Linked DNA regions of Mus musculus: region 2 is linked to region 1. The links are chromatin contacts, called in public Hi-C maps. All regions are on one chromosome and are shown on one strand. The core of a region is the stretch at or near the end of the contact, and the rest is flanking DNA. Distances in the headings are between cores, read along the strand shown.

Evidence for each region. A called contact is a pair of places that touch in the nucleus more often than the background predicts.
Region 2: a contact with region 1 is called in a Hi-C map of the G1E-ER4 cell line, with 2.9 times the contacts expected there. The contact joins the promoter of 4930578N18Rik here to the enhancer-like site in region 1.

The regions. Positions count from the first base shown.
Region 1 is chr16:75,341,131-75,347,965 of GRCm38.p6, reverse strand. It overlaps a transcript of Robo2 not described here. Among named protein-coding and RNA genes, the nearest start is that of Gm30116, 48 kb to the left of the region's middle. Within about 2 kb of position 4,240, at least 25 of the 459 cell types and tissues checked have an H3K27ac peak or open chromatin away from gene starts, as enhancers often do. A contact at or near this core is called in the G1E-ER4 cell line, where this site is marked.
Region 2 is chr16:76,118,651-76,125,485 of GRCm38.p6, reverse strand. 4930578N18Rik (RIKEN cDNA 4930578N18 gene) reads right to left here and starts at 2,873. Exons shown (of 3, transcript NR_040575.1): 1 at 2,792-2,873.

The DNA.
Region 1 (6,835 bases), core at 2,991-5,490:
TTCTACTTGCTTTTCTTGTCTAGTTCACAACACCATGAATTTTCAATTCCTTGGTAAATGGTGCTTACAATGAAAACACCTGTTTTGTCTACCCCATTAAAGAAAGCAATATGGAAAAATTTCAGTTACTTTCATCAACAAAGACACTTAGCTCTACTCATAATGACCTTTCAGTTAAAGAATATCTCCTAATGAGTCTCACATCAACACAGAGAGAGCAGTATTAGAATAATAAAGAAAAGTAATTTTGGGAACTTATAATGCATATTACTTCTTCTCAGCATAAATCCTCCTCTTAGCCTCTGACATTAGAGTATAACTCACGAAGAGAGAAAATAGTTCCATATGATGTGGTGAATGGTTTTGGGACTCTACAGTTCTATAGGGACTCTAGACTGATCAATATCCACATTAACCAACATCATCTACAGAGCTGCATATACATTTCTTTAATTTCTATACGTTGCATTATGGTAATATACTTTTCCCACTCTTAAAATAATTTGAAACACTGTAGTACTATACAAGATGCCATGGTTAATTGTAAATAGGTGAAGTTGGTTTTTTTGTTTGTTTGTTTGTTTGTTTATTCTTTTGTGTCCCAGGATAGCATGGTAGGGTATAAAGTCTGAGCATCTTCAATGGCTGAAGAATACAGACACACCTCGGTGAACTTAAGATCTTCTCCACCTCTGGTTTGGAGACCACTGGACCAAAGCTCAGGAGGAATAAGTGAAATTCCATAACAATAAAATGATTTTGTGATAGGAGTCCTGAGGCTGTGTTTTCCCAATATTATTATAATAATTATTATGATATATAATTATTATAATATTATTCCAGTCTGGGAAGGAACAGGGAAGGAAGATAGCTCTGCTCATTGGGTTCTGGCAGGAGCTCTATGCCCAAGAAGATGCCCACTACACAAGGTGGAACCCATATCTGGCACAGTTCTCATGGCCAAGAATCTGTGGCTAGACAAACGGCAGGACCTAGGGGGAACCAACTGTTATTCTGCTAGTAAAGCATAGTATTAATTAAAATAACTGTTGATTTATAATTTTGCCTTACAGAAGCTTTGCAATATTTTTGAGGTCCCATTTGTCAATTCTTGATCTTACAGCACAAGCCATTCGTATTTTGTTCAGGAATCTTCCCCCTGTGCCCGTATCTTCGAGGCTCTTCCCACTTTCTCCTCTGTAAGTTTCAGTGTCTCTGGTTTTATGTGGAGTTCTTTGATCCACTTAGACTTGAGCTTTGTACAAGGAGATAAGAATGGATCAATTCGCATTCTTTTACATGATAACTGCCAGTTGAGCCAGCACCATTTGTTGAAGATGCTGTCTTCTTTCCACTGGATGGTTTTAGCTCCCTTGTCAAAGATCAAGTGACCATAGGTTCTCATTTTGATTTTTTTTTTCACAGAGGAAACTTCTGAAGGTGTTAATATTGTATGGATTGAAATTTGTGTATGTCTTATATATGTGTCTGGATTCAACTTAAATATTGTAAGGTCATCTTATTGACATTTATTTAATTACTGCTTCTGACTTTTTTTTTTTTTTAATAGTCAACATCAACATAATTGGCTTTTAGAAAAACAGGATGCTCCAGTTTTGCTTGTGAGGAAACAAATGTATTGTGATTCTTAGGTTTCTAAATATACTTCAAGTTTACATGTCAGTAATGTAGAGTCCATCTGTCAGACCTGTTGTCAGCATAAGGATTGTGTCAGTGACATATGAACAGACGTGTCACAGGCCACAGACAACAGAAAACAGAAGTAAACACTGATTCACTTGAGATTTAAAAATCCTGAGAGAAACAGAAAATATCTGCTGGGGAACCACGAATAAAGGCTGTCAAAAGCAACCATTAACCATGAAATTACATAAATACACCTAAATGCCCAGAGCACATAAAAGGGGCAGAAGCAAGTTAAACATAAGTTAATTTCATTCAAACTTGCATAAAGTCACTTTTTGGTTTTGAAAAAGAACTAGACAATACATTCCAAGAATAGCAGATTCTAGGAGGGGTAGAACACCTGGTTAGGATGTGGTAGGATTCAGGGGAAAAAATAAGCAAAAAAAAAAAAATAAGCAAAAAAAAAAATTCTAATGAACGCTATGCAGGTGCGAATAAACTATAATAAAAGTTGACATTGCATAGAGCCGCAGATGTTTCCAGGTGTGCATAGGTGTTGGTGAATTATCTGAGACTGAAATAGAACCTGGACTGAAAAGCAGAGCCATCACTAAAAAGGCTTCTATTCAAAGACTTTTCTCCATCGAGGAACCATTTAATGCTTCATTTTAGAGACCCAATTATTCATATCTGCTTACATGGTTGTTTTCTATTTTTTTCTTTCTTCCTTTGTTTCTTTGTTTCTTTCTTTTTTTTTTGGAGGTGGGTGGGCTGACTTACACAACATTTAGATTTGTTGCAATCTTGTTTTTAAGTTGAGTAACGGACTTTAGAATCTTGGAAATGAAAATGGATAAATTGCCAAGTACTAAAATGAGGTCATTTACTTAACCTTCCTTTCCAAGATACTTAAAAACACAGTCAAGGGTGTGCTAATGTGTGAGGATTTTCTCCACAGGGTACAGGGCGGTTGATATCTCTCTGGCACTGAGCAGTGCTCACATTTAAGACAGAGATGTTGTATTGTGAGCTGTCTCCTTCAGTCAGTGGTCAGCCATTTTGGACTTCTTTGAGTTCCACTTGGCAGCATATCTTCTTGGGCATGGAGCTTTTGCCGTATACCAGTGGGCACTGCTCTGTCCTTTCCCCATTCCTTGCTGGGATGGGATATAATATTGGCAAGGGGGAAATCACGGCCTTGGGGCTTCTATCAGAAAAATCATTTTATTATTAGAGAATTCCACTTCTTCCTGATAAGGGTTGATCTGATGATTTTCAAAACCACAGATGGCGAAGACCTTAAATTTACTGCGGTATGCCTGGGTTCTACAGGCTATGAGGATGGTCAGAGTTACATTCTAGGCAGCTGTTCCATGGCAATAATAATAATAATAATATAAATAAATAAAAAATAAAATAAAATAAAAACAAAGAAAAAATCACCTATTTAAAATCAACCATAGCATCTTTTGCAACCTTCAGGAAACACTCATTTTCTTAAACAACAATTTGTATGACAGTATCCTGCTATGTGTGGAGTGAAAGTCATTGAGCGATTGGTCACAGACCTCTGGTTATGCCCCTTATTCTAGGACTGTGCAAGGGTAGCCTTACGATTGGTCATCACTACTGTGGATTTCCTCCATCCCTTCAATTTCCCACTCCTTTTCTTTCCAGTCCTCCTCCCCTCCTCCTCCTCCTCCTCCTCCTCCTCCTCCTCCTTATGTATTGTAGAAAGAGTCTAGTTGTGTAAATAAAGTGGGTTGGGCACTCCTGTCTCAGCCTCCCAAATGCTAGTATTCTAGGCTTATATCACTGCGGTTGTCCTGTTTTGTCTTCGCGATCCTATTTCTGCTGCTCTTACAGTTTTAGGTGCGTGGCTATCCGATGCTGAGTGAAGTGTGGTCATGCCCTTAATGATAACTAACTCTCTCTCCCACCAGCTGCTCAGCTACTCCCCTTCCTTAATGTCTGTGTCCTCCTGAAATACCAAAAGACCTCATCCAAAGAAGGGACTTTTCTTTTTTTTAATGGAAGAGAAATAACCTAAATCAAATCAGTCAGAACTCATATGAATTCATTTAAATTCCAGGGAAGTCCCTGCGCCACATAGCAAGAAAACATAAGGAAAAAATGTTTTTCTTGTTACCATGGTAAGGGATTATATGAGAGGGGTCAGACTTGCTTGAATCTGGTGGGAAAAAATAAGCCATGGTCATTAAGATTTATTCATTTGGCAGACAGTTCTGAACCTTTATGATGCCCCACTGTACTGAAGTCCAGGGATTAAAAAGTCTTGCTGCAGCGAGACATTTTTAAATTCATGAAGCTTAGAGGATTCTTGGATGAAATCGAAAAAAAAAATTAAATAGGAAGGCACACAAAATATTTCTAAATGAGGATAAATGCCATGTCTTATATACATGGGCTGCTGACATACGCAGTTGGGAGTTGTGGGAGAGAAACCTGCTTTAAAGTCTAACGGCTTTGAAAGCAGTCTAAGGAAATTGCGGTTAAACAGGGACCATGAAGATTAAGGCAGGGTTAGGGAGTGTCCCAGGCAGATATAAACAGAATGTGCAAAAGCCTTTGAATTGGAAAATTCCTTGCTAGGCTGTTTGAAAACTGATAGGGGCCAGGTTGGAGGTGGAACGGATGTGAGCAAAAGTCAGACATTCTCTTTCCATTCTATTACAAACAGCCTATGGGGTCTGGAAATATTACGGAACATGGTTCTCTGTTAACCGTTAGAAGACAGGATTTTGTTTTAATCAAATCTCACTTGCAGAAACTTTTTTATGTTTTAATTTTTAAAGTATGAACGCTGGCCTTATACTGCCCTCTTGTGGTTATCTGATACACTACATGTGTCCTGAGAAGTATAATTTTAACAACCAATCAGAATCATTTTACATGCATGGACCCAGGCTCAAAAATAGAAGCAATTCTTTTTTAGTTTTTTTTTTTTTTTAATTGCGCTTGCATATAATAATCAACCAAGATCCCTGACTGCAGGAGTCATCCGGATGGAGATTAGGCACTGAAGCCTGACTAGACCTTATACAAGAGGGTAAAGTGCGCCTGTGGGAAATAGGGAGGCACAAACTACAGCAATCCCATTCAGTTCTGTAAACTTATAAAAAGAGGATGTCAAAATAGCTAGGTGTGGTTTATGGGCAGGTCCCCCCCCCCCCCCCCCCCCGTTCTCTGCCTCTGAGTTTCTGTTTTTAACACTTTATGTAAATAAATTTCCTCCAGTCTGGGTGTGTTTTCACACTATTTCAGACACCAAGATATCCAGGTTCACTTACACGATCAGCGTGTTGCCTTAGTTTTGGAAGGAGTTCCAGAAAGTTCTATAGCCTGCTTCTCTGTTGATGGTCTTTCCATCTTTCCTCTCACTTCCTTCTCCCCTAAGTTTTGGCCAGTCATACTCATTATCAGAGGTTTTCTGTTATTGTGGTTGTGTTGTGTTGCGTTTTGGTTTGGTTTGGACAAATACTAGGCATGGCTTCCTAGAGAATAGGCTTTTCCTCACTATTTTTACGTGCATTAAAATCGAGTCTAAATTGCTTTCTTCTCCAAGCAAGCTGTGCTGGCTACATAGTTTCACTCAGAACTGAACTGTTTGATGAAGGCCTGGCTATATCCTGTTCCTTCTTTTCTTAGGAAGACAGCACACACTCCTTAGCTGAATTTTACAGCGCAACGCTTTGTTTGTAAATGCAAACACGGACTCACACTTTCCGGATATTTGTCAGAGCAAGGACCTCAAATTCACCGCCGATCAGTTCCTCACAGATGCTTGGCTTTGAGAAATAATATGTATGAAAGAGAACGAGAGCAAATGCAAACCCCTGTTTTCCATAAAGTCTCAGATCTGCTTGAAGATTGAGGGAGACCCTTGTGAAATACATAGATGTCCGGACTGCTTCAAGCGGGGGCTGCTGAGTTGCTTCTGCAGATCTGTCTTCAGTCATCATGAAGGACTAATGTTTCCTCTTCGGGGAACTTTTTGTCTTCCTTTATATTCATGGATGCCCCAAATCACCGGGTTGTATTGTGTACCGTCTCCTCAGACATGCCAGCTTTGAAGGTCAGAGTTCATCATATTTTCTTCCTTGACTGACTGAATGATTTATCCAACCATGCGTTTGTGCTTTAACTACTTTCTTGGCACCATCTTGCCTTGCTAGTCTTTTCCTTTTGAAAAGGTTTTCTCCGAAGAGTTTAAGTAGCTTATCCTGCTGAATTATACGCATCTATAAGCAACATGAATGTCGGCTAACAAGTTACATATAAATAAGAGGATTTCTATTGAGCCTTTACTTAATTATAAAACTTCTGAGTGTAATCCAAACAAGAAAACAAAAGAATTTATAAATTCCACAAGAGCTTAATCATGTTCCCAAAGATCAAGAGTTTTAGAAAAGCATAGTAATTATATTTCTCAGGACACCTAAATGAACTGTCAGGCTGTGTGGTCTGGTATTTCTCATGAAAGTTATCTCTAGAGGGAAAAGACATACATGGAGCAAGTTAAAAATGAAGCAACAGTAGTTATCGTGTCTGTGACCAAGGCTTGGCAGCCTTGATTGACAGGGGTTGGAGAGAGTGAAATGGTTGTAGCACACATCTGGGACCTGGAACTGTGGTCTGAGAATTCATCAGATTTCATCATGATGGGGACCTTTGGGCATGATTATATTAAAATGCTTTTACTGCCCATAAACAGAATTCTATAAGAAATGGTTGTTCATTGGGACCTAGCAGGAAGTGTCAGCATCAATATGCCTAAACATGTGACAATGAACTATAAAGTCCACATTCTTAAACCTCAGCTAAACCAAGTCTAATATACAGATTACCATGCTGTTATTGCAGCAAAGAATTCCTAATTTTTGAATGTTCAAAGACACAACAAGAAATCCAACAGAATCAACTAACCTGGGCCCATAGAGGGCCATATAAACTGAACCCCCAGCCAGAAAGCATGCATAAAACAGACCTAGCCCTCCCTGCCCCCACATATATAACAGAAAACTTGGTCTGCATGTGGGTCCCCAAACAGCAGGGACTGCCACTGCCTCTTTCCTGCCTTTGGATCCATTTCCTTAACTTGCTGCCTTGTCTAGCCTCAATAGGAGATTTGCCTAATCATACTGCAACTTAATATATGTCAAGGTGG
Region 2 (6,835 bases), core at 1,624-4,123, 780 kb before region 1:
CAGTGGTAACAATGGAAACAAATGACTACAAACTGCAGTCAAACACCTGGCTTTACCTCTGATCCAAATAATCTGTGGGTCCTACAACTCCTTAATGCCTTCAAATTGTCCAACATGCATTCTCTTCCTCTTTCTCTTCCATTTCGTTCATGGTGTGTGTGTGTGTGTGTGTGTGTGTGTGTGTGAGAGAGAGAGAGAGAGAGAGAGAGAGAGAGAGAGAGAGAGAGAGGGAGAGGGAGAGGGACAGGGAGAGGGAGAGGGACAGGGAGAGGGAGAGGGAGAGGGAGAGGGAGAGGGAGAGGGAGAGGGAGAGAGAGAGAGAGAGAGAGAAAGAGAGAGAGAGAGAGAAAGGATGCTTCCTTAGCAGCTTAGAAGCTGCAAACAACACACCAAACATCCCAGGGGAAGCCAGATGCTAATTAGTGGTAAAAAGAACAAGTTTTAGATTACTGCCGTGGACCCCAGAACCAAACTAAGACTCACACGCCACCTTAGAGATTGACTGCCCATCCCGGGAAATGGACTTATAAGTACAGACATAGTTTGCAACCGACATATAAGAGCATGTGGGTTTAGGTTGTGAAGCAGACTGTCCTGGAGCAGACTGTTCAAAACGATGTGGTAGAATTCCTTTTTTTTTTCTTTTTTTTTTTATTGGGTATTTATTTCATTTACATTTCCAATGCTATCCCAAAAGTCCCCCCCCATGCTCCCCACCCACTCCCCCACCCACTCCCCCACCCACCCACTCCCACTTCTTGGCCCTGTCGTTCCCCTGTACTGAGGCATATAAAGTTTTCACGACTAATGGGCCTGTCTTTCCACTGATGGCCTACTAGGCCATCTTCTGATATATATGCAGCTAGAGACAGGAGCTCCGGGAGGTACTGGTTAGTTCATAATGTTGTTCCACCTATAGGATTGCAGATCCCTTTAGCTCCTTGGGTACTTTCTCTAGCTCCTCCATTGGGGGCCCTGTGATCCATCCAATAGCTGACTGTGAGCATCCACTTCTGTGTTTGCTAGGCCCCAGCATAGTCTCACAAGAGACAGCTCTATCTGGGTCCTTTCAGCAATATCTTGCTAGTGTATGAAATGGTGTCAGCGTTTGGAAGCTGATTATGGGATGGATCCTCGGATATGGCAGTCTCTAGATGGTCTATCCTTTCGTCTCATCTCCAAACTGTGTCTCTGTAACTCCTTCGATGGGTGTTTTGTTCCCAATTCTAAGAAGGGGCAAAATATCTCAGAGGCTCACTCCAGTGCGATACTTCTTTCAAGCTAAGAGGTAATTTCCCCCAACTTTGTGAAAGGCACCACAGCCATTTGATTTCAGTTTATGCAAAGTCCTTTGGGCGGAAAGAAATGAGATGTTTTAACAAGGCAATTTCTTGCAGAAAAGTACGGGGCATAACAAATAACAGAACAATTGACTCCAGGAATAACTTTCTTGCTTTTCCTTATTCCAGATTGGCTCATTTATTTTCAGTCCTTAAGAAGAGTAAGGTACATTGAGCATGAATCTAATTAAAGTCCTGTCACAAGTGTCATAGTAATTTAGACCTGCTTGGAAGTCTGGATGCCTGTTGCAGGCTCTAACAAGATCTGGTTCCCCACTTTTTTAGCTCATTCCCCACAACCCATTTGGACGCTCACCCTCCTTGCTTTGTATTGGACACTCCAGGTGTTTCTGCCCCCAGATCTTCCTCTGTTCCCTGTAGGTTTTTTGTCCCTGTCTTTACCTTACCTTTGTCCAGGTCTAGACACAGGAGGCTCCATACACACCATAGTGGCAGACTGTCTTTCTCCTTTTCTGTATTCCCAGTCTGCTTAGCTTTCTCAAAGCCTTTATGACTACACTACAGAACACCTGACCTTATACTGTTTCATGCCCTTCTTCTCTCTCTACCCAGATTCTGGGCTTCCAGAGGTCATGGTATATTCGTATTTGGCTTGATCTGTCTATTCCAGCCCCTGTCCCTGCCTAGTCAATGCTGCATTTGGCAAACGACACAACAGAATGGGCTCTTTTAAGTGATAGGTCTTCAATTATGTTTAATCTGTATTAAGCTCTTTGTAGAAATCATAACTCAAGCAACAGGATTAATGAAAAAAAAAAACTTTTTTTTTTCTCCCGTTGCCTTAAGTAACAGATTGAAAATTCCTAGGACAGGGTAGAACAGAGAAGTCGACATTAATTTAATTAAAGAGGAGCCATTTAAGATAGCAGAGTCATTTTGACCCAGTGTTAATGAGGGGAAACTGACATCGCAGCTGGGCCCCTCTCCTGGCTGCGTTCATGCTGATTACCAAATATGCGAACACAGTCTGCTGCCTCCAGACTGCTGCTGCAATGGCAGGTGGTGTCTCCTGTCTGAGGAGTTGGGGGCATTTCTTGTGAGAAGGTCAGCCACTCAGGGCAGTGAGAACATGAAGGAGCTCTTTCTCCTACAGCAAGTCTTCAGAAGAAGAAGAAGAAGAAGAAGAAGAAGAAGAAGAAGAAGAAAACCATGAGAGAGCATATCACGCCTCAGAATTCAGATGAAAACTTCTCCCAGGGTTCCTTGACACCCGGTAACTACATTTACAAGCGATAAGCAGAGCCAGACAGGAAAGCAGGGGTGAAGTCAGAGGACCTGCATCTCTTGCTATCGCTCCTTGATCTGCCTGCCCTTCAGACTCATGTCTTTCAGGAAGAAAGCATTCTTGCTACCCTCCAACGAGCATTCAACTCACTCAGCTCACAGGTCTAGCCTCCAAATCCTCAGTGCTCTGAAGAAAACATTCTTACCCATGAATGGCATTCTGCTGCAGACTATGTGTCTAACCGTCTTGAAGGGACATCTCCTCCATGCCATACTTGGCAGCAGAAATGGCCACCGCAGAGAGTAATAAAGCATGACTCCTCTCCATGGTGATGAAGTGTAAATGATGTCATAAATCCCAGGGAAGGGGTGTGATCAACTAGTTATGGGCTCCCTATGGACAGCATGTCAATAACTAAGGGAGTGAAGAAGGCCTCCGTTGGAAGGTGATATTTGAATCTGAAAGATGAATAGGACATTGTATCAGACAGAAATGTCAGGGAAAGGGCACACTACGGAGAGGAAACAACATGTTTCAAGGAGATAAGGCTCATGTAACATCAGGATTTTAGGTCTCTTTCTCTCCCTCTCCCTCCCTCCCTTTTCCTTCTCTCTCTGTTTGTCACTGTCTCTGTCTGTCTTTCCCTCTCCCTCCCTCCCTCCCTCTCTCTCTCTCTCTCTGTGTTTCTGTCTTTCTGTGTACCTTTATTTCTCCCTTTCTCTCTGTTTCTGTCTTTCTTTCTTTGTCTGTCTTTGTCTCTGTCTCTGTCTCTCTTTCTGTGTGTGTGTGTCCAGGTAGCTGTATGTGCAATCCTAGGCACAGTATATTGGAGGACAGTGGTTACATCTGTAGGAGCTACCTGTTTCCAACCCCCAGTGTAAAGTGTTTGAGGCAGGGAATTAGACACATACTCCCCGCCAAGCTCTGCAAGAACTAAAGACAGTTTCTGTGTAGAAATTCTATCACGTGTTTCTGAACTGCCATGTCTGAGTGTATTCACTCTCATGACCACCAGAGAGCCTGCTCACAACAATCATAGAAAGTTATACGCTCTATATCATGTGTCATATCACTCAAGAGTGATATATGTGTCATATCACTCAAGAGTGGGTTCTAACAGCACAGGATATGGTGTGGGGTGATGGGCCGTACACAGACAGCCTGGTCCCAGTCAAGCAAAGGTCTGGAACCCCAGTGACTTCCACCTGCATGGGACAGAAGGTGTTTGGTCTTGCCTCCTGGGTCCCTGGCTCTTGTCACATAGCTACAGCCTCCCACAGCCCTCCACAGAGGAATATGTGGTCATCAGTCAAGTAGGAGCAGCACCAAGCCCTCCCACACACAAATAAGGTTTCTTCCAAGCTCTTAGACCAAACCAATGAGAAGTACCTGTTGTCAGACCCTTACGTACCCCAAAACTGTATATAGGAATCCTATTTGGAAGGATTAAAGGTGTGTGCAAACTACTCCATAGTCCAAACCTTCTGTCCTAAGAGCTGTAACACTTGGGAAGAGGTCTACCCTTCTGAAGCTTCCCTTCGCTGGAACTCTCATACCAAGCAAGGCCAGAGATCTCCGTGGAAAGCCTCTGGTACCCAGACCCACAGTATGGTATTACCAGGCCTCCTTTACTCAGCAAACAGACCTTAGAGGGATGAGGATGCTCATCAAGCTCAGGGATAGTCAGGTACCACTGGCGGAGGAGGCCTCGTTGTACAGGCTCCACGGCAAAGCCTATGTTTGTACTTCGTCTCATAATCATCAGAGAAATGAGTGAACTTGGGGGGGGTGCAATATTAAGTGAGTTTTACAAAGACTATTCTATCATTTTTGTTGGCAGGAAAATAATTTTATAAAAAAAGGAGAAACATATAAGGAATGAAAGAGAGAAACTTTTAACTCTGGTAATTACATGGCATTTAGACCAATGCAAATCGAAAGAGAAAGCAAAGGAGCTTTCAGGCATTCTCTGTCCCAGAACAGTTAAGTCTAGGTTCTTTGAACACAACCAGTGTTGCGCTTGGGATGGGGGGTGGGTGATGGAGTCTGGGTTCTTTGAATATAGCCAGGGTTGAGCTTTGGGAGGAGGGAAGGCCCATCCTTGGTTGTTTTCACTTTCATTTTAAAAATCATTATTTGACTATAAAGTTCTGTCTTTGCACAGGTCACTAGTAGATTCCAGGATAGACTGCCAACTGTCAGCTAATTATGGTCCTTGCTCAAGACATTCCATAGCTAGAGATGGTCCTCCCCAACCTAGATGGGACCTTATTACTCGATTCTGTTTGCAAGAGTGGTGAAAATATAGCAACTCCAGACCCAGACCCCAGATCTTTTCACATCAGTCTCCAATTATGATATTATATAGTCCATGGCTACACACACACACACACACACACACACACACACACACTAATTAATATATGCACCACCTCTTAGCATGTAATGCCTATAGGCAGTAAAATAAAATGTCTTTCTAAAAACATTCATACTGTTACGAATTTTTACATATGGTGTGTATGTGCTGGTGTGCACATGTGCTTATATGTGTGTGTGTGTGTGTGTGTGTGTGTGTGTATGAGTGTGTGTGTGTGTGTGTGTGTGTGTGTGTGTGTGTGTGTGTGTAAGTGTACCAAAGATGCATCACAGTGTGTAAAGGTCAGAGAATAATGTTTTCTGGAATCTGTTCTCTCCTCTTTTGCATGGGTTCCGGGAATCAAACTGGGGTTGTCAGGTTTATCAATCTCATTGGCCCAAGAATGTCTTCTGAGGATTTAAAACATAGCTAAGGAATCCAGGAGAGTTTAGTAGGTAGTGGGAGAAACAGTTTCAGATCTTTTTTAAAGATAAAAAGTAGGTGCCCTCTAATTTGACATTTGATGAGGGGAGTCGACATCTCCATGAGGCAGTTGAAATGCGTGGGGCTAACAGTCACACACTCACAAGCAATCAGTGTTTTGTGAGATTGGCTCAGGCAAACACCTGAGAACTACTAAAGGCTCATAAAAGAATTACCCTAATATTTTGTGCATCTTCAGGGAACTCTGGATCTTCTTCTAAGCCTTACTCCCTCAACTTCAGGCACTGCCTTTACTGCCGTATCAAGGACAAAGCGCCCCACATAAATCCTTCAAGGGCATTGCTTCAGTTCAGGTTCACCTCACTGTGAAGAGGCACTGTGACCAAGGCAACAACATTTCCTTGGGGCTGGGTTACAGGTTCAGAGGTTCAGCCCATTATCATCAAGGTGGGAAGCATGGCAGCATCCAAGGAGGCATGGTGTTGGAGGAGCTGAGGGTTCTACATCTTGCTCTGGGGAGAACCAGAAGACTGTCTTCCAGGCAGCTAGATGGGTCTCAAAACCCATTCCCACTGTGACACACTTCCTCCAACAAGGCCATACCTCCTAATAGTACCACTCACTGGGCCAAGCATATTCAAACCACTAGAGACACCTGAATCTTTTCACATATACACCTTTGTGGGGCACTTAAATCATAGCAGAAGGTCAGAGGTGGATCTTGGGAAGTTGAGCAGCAAGGACACAGAGAGAGAAAGACACAGTAGCAAGAAACACAGTCCAGAGAATGAACTGTATTTGGTTTTAGAATTCATTAGAATTCAGGAAAAATTTCAGTGGAACTAGAAAACAAAAGTATAGTGCCCCATTTGCTTTTTATTTCTCCTGTCAACTTGATACAAACTAGGATCATCAGGAGGAGGGAATCTCAACTGAAAGCACTTCCATCAGATTGCTCTGTAGGCAATCCTGTGTGCGGTAGGGTACTTTCCCCATCACTTATGGAGGGAGGACTCAACCCACTGTGAGTGTTCCCATTCCTTGGCATGTGGGACTGGGTTATGATATAAAGCAAGTCAAGAAAGCCAAGAAAGAACAATCCAACCAGCAGTGCTCATTCATCGTCTCTGATTCAGTTCACACCTCCACGCTTCTACCTTGACTTCTTGTTGTGGCCTAACTGTAACCTGTGAGATGTAGTACACCCTTTCCTTTCTAAGTTGCTTTGGCTGTGATATTTAGTATCAGAAACAGAAAGCAAAACAGAACACATTGCATTGAGTGAGAGAAATACTAAGAAAGAAACAAAAACCAGCCTGCGTTGGAAGAGCAGAGGTCAAGAATGGAGATGTGTGCCTCATTCAAAGTTGGAAAATGAGCAGATGATTGTTAAGCATGCTTGGACAAGCACAACAGAACGGATAGTCTGAGAGAAAACAGATTCTTCTC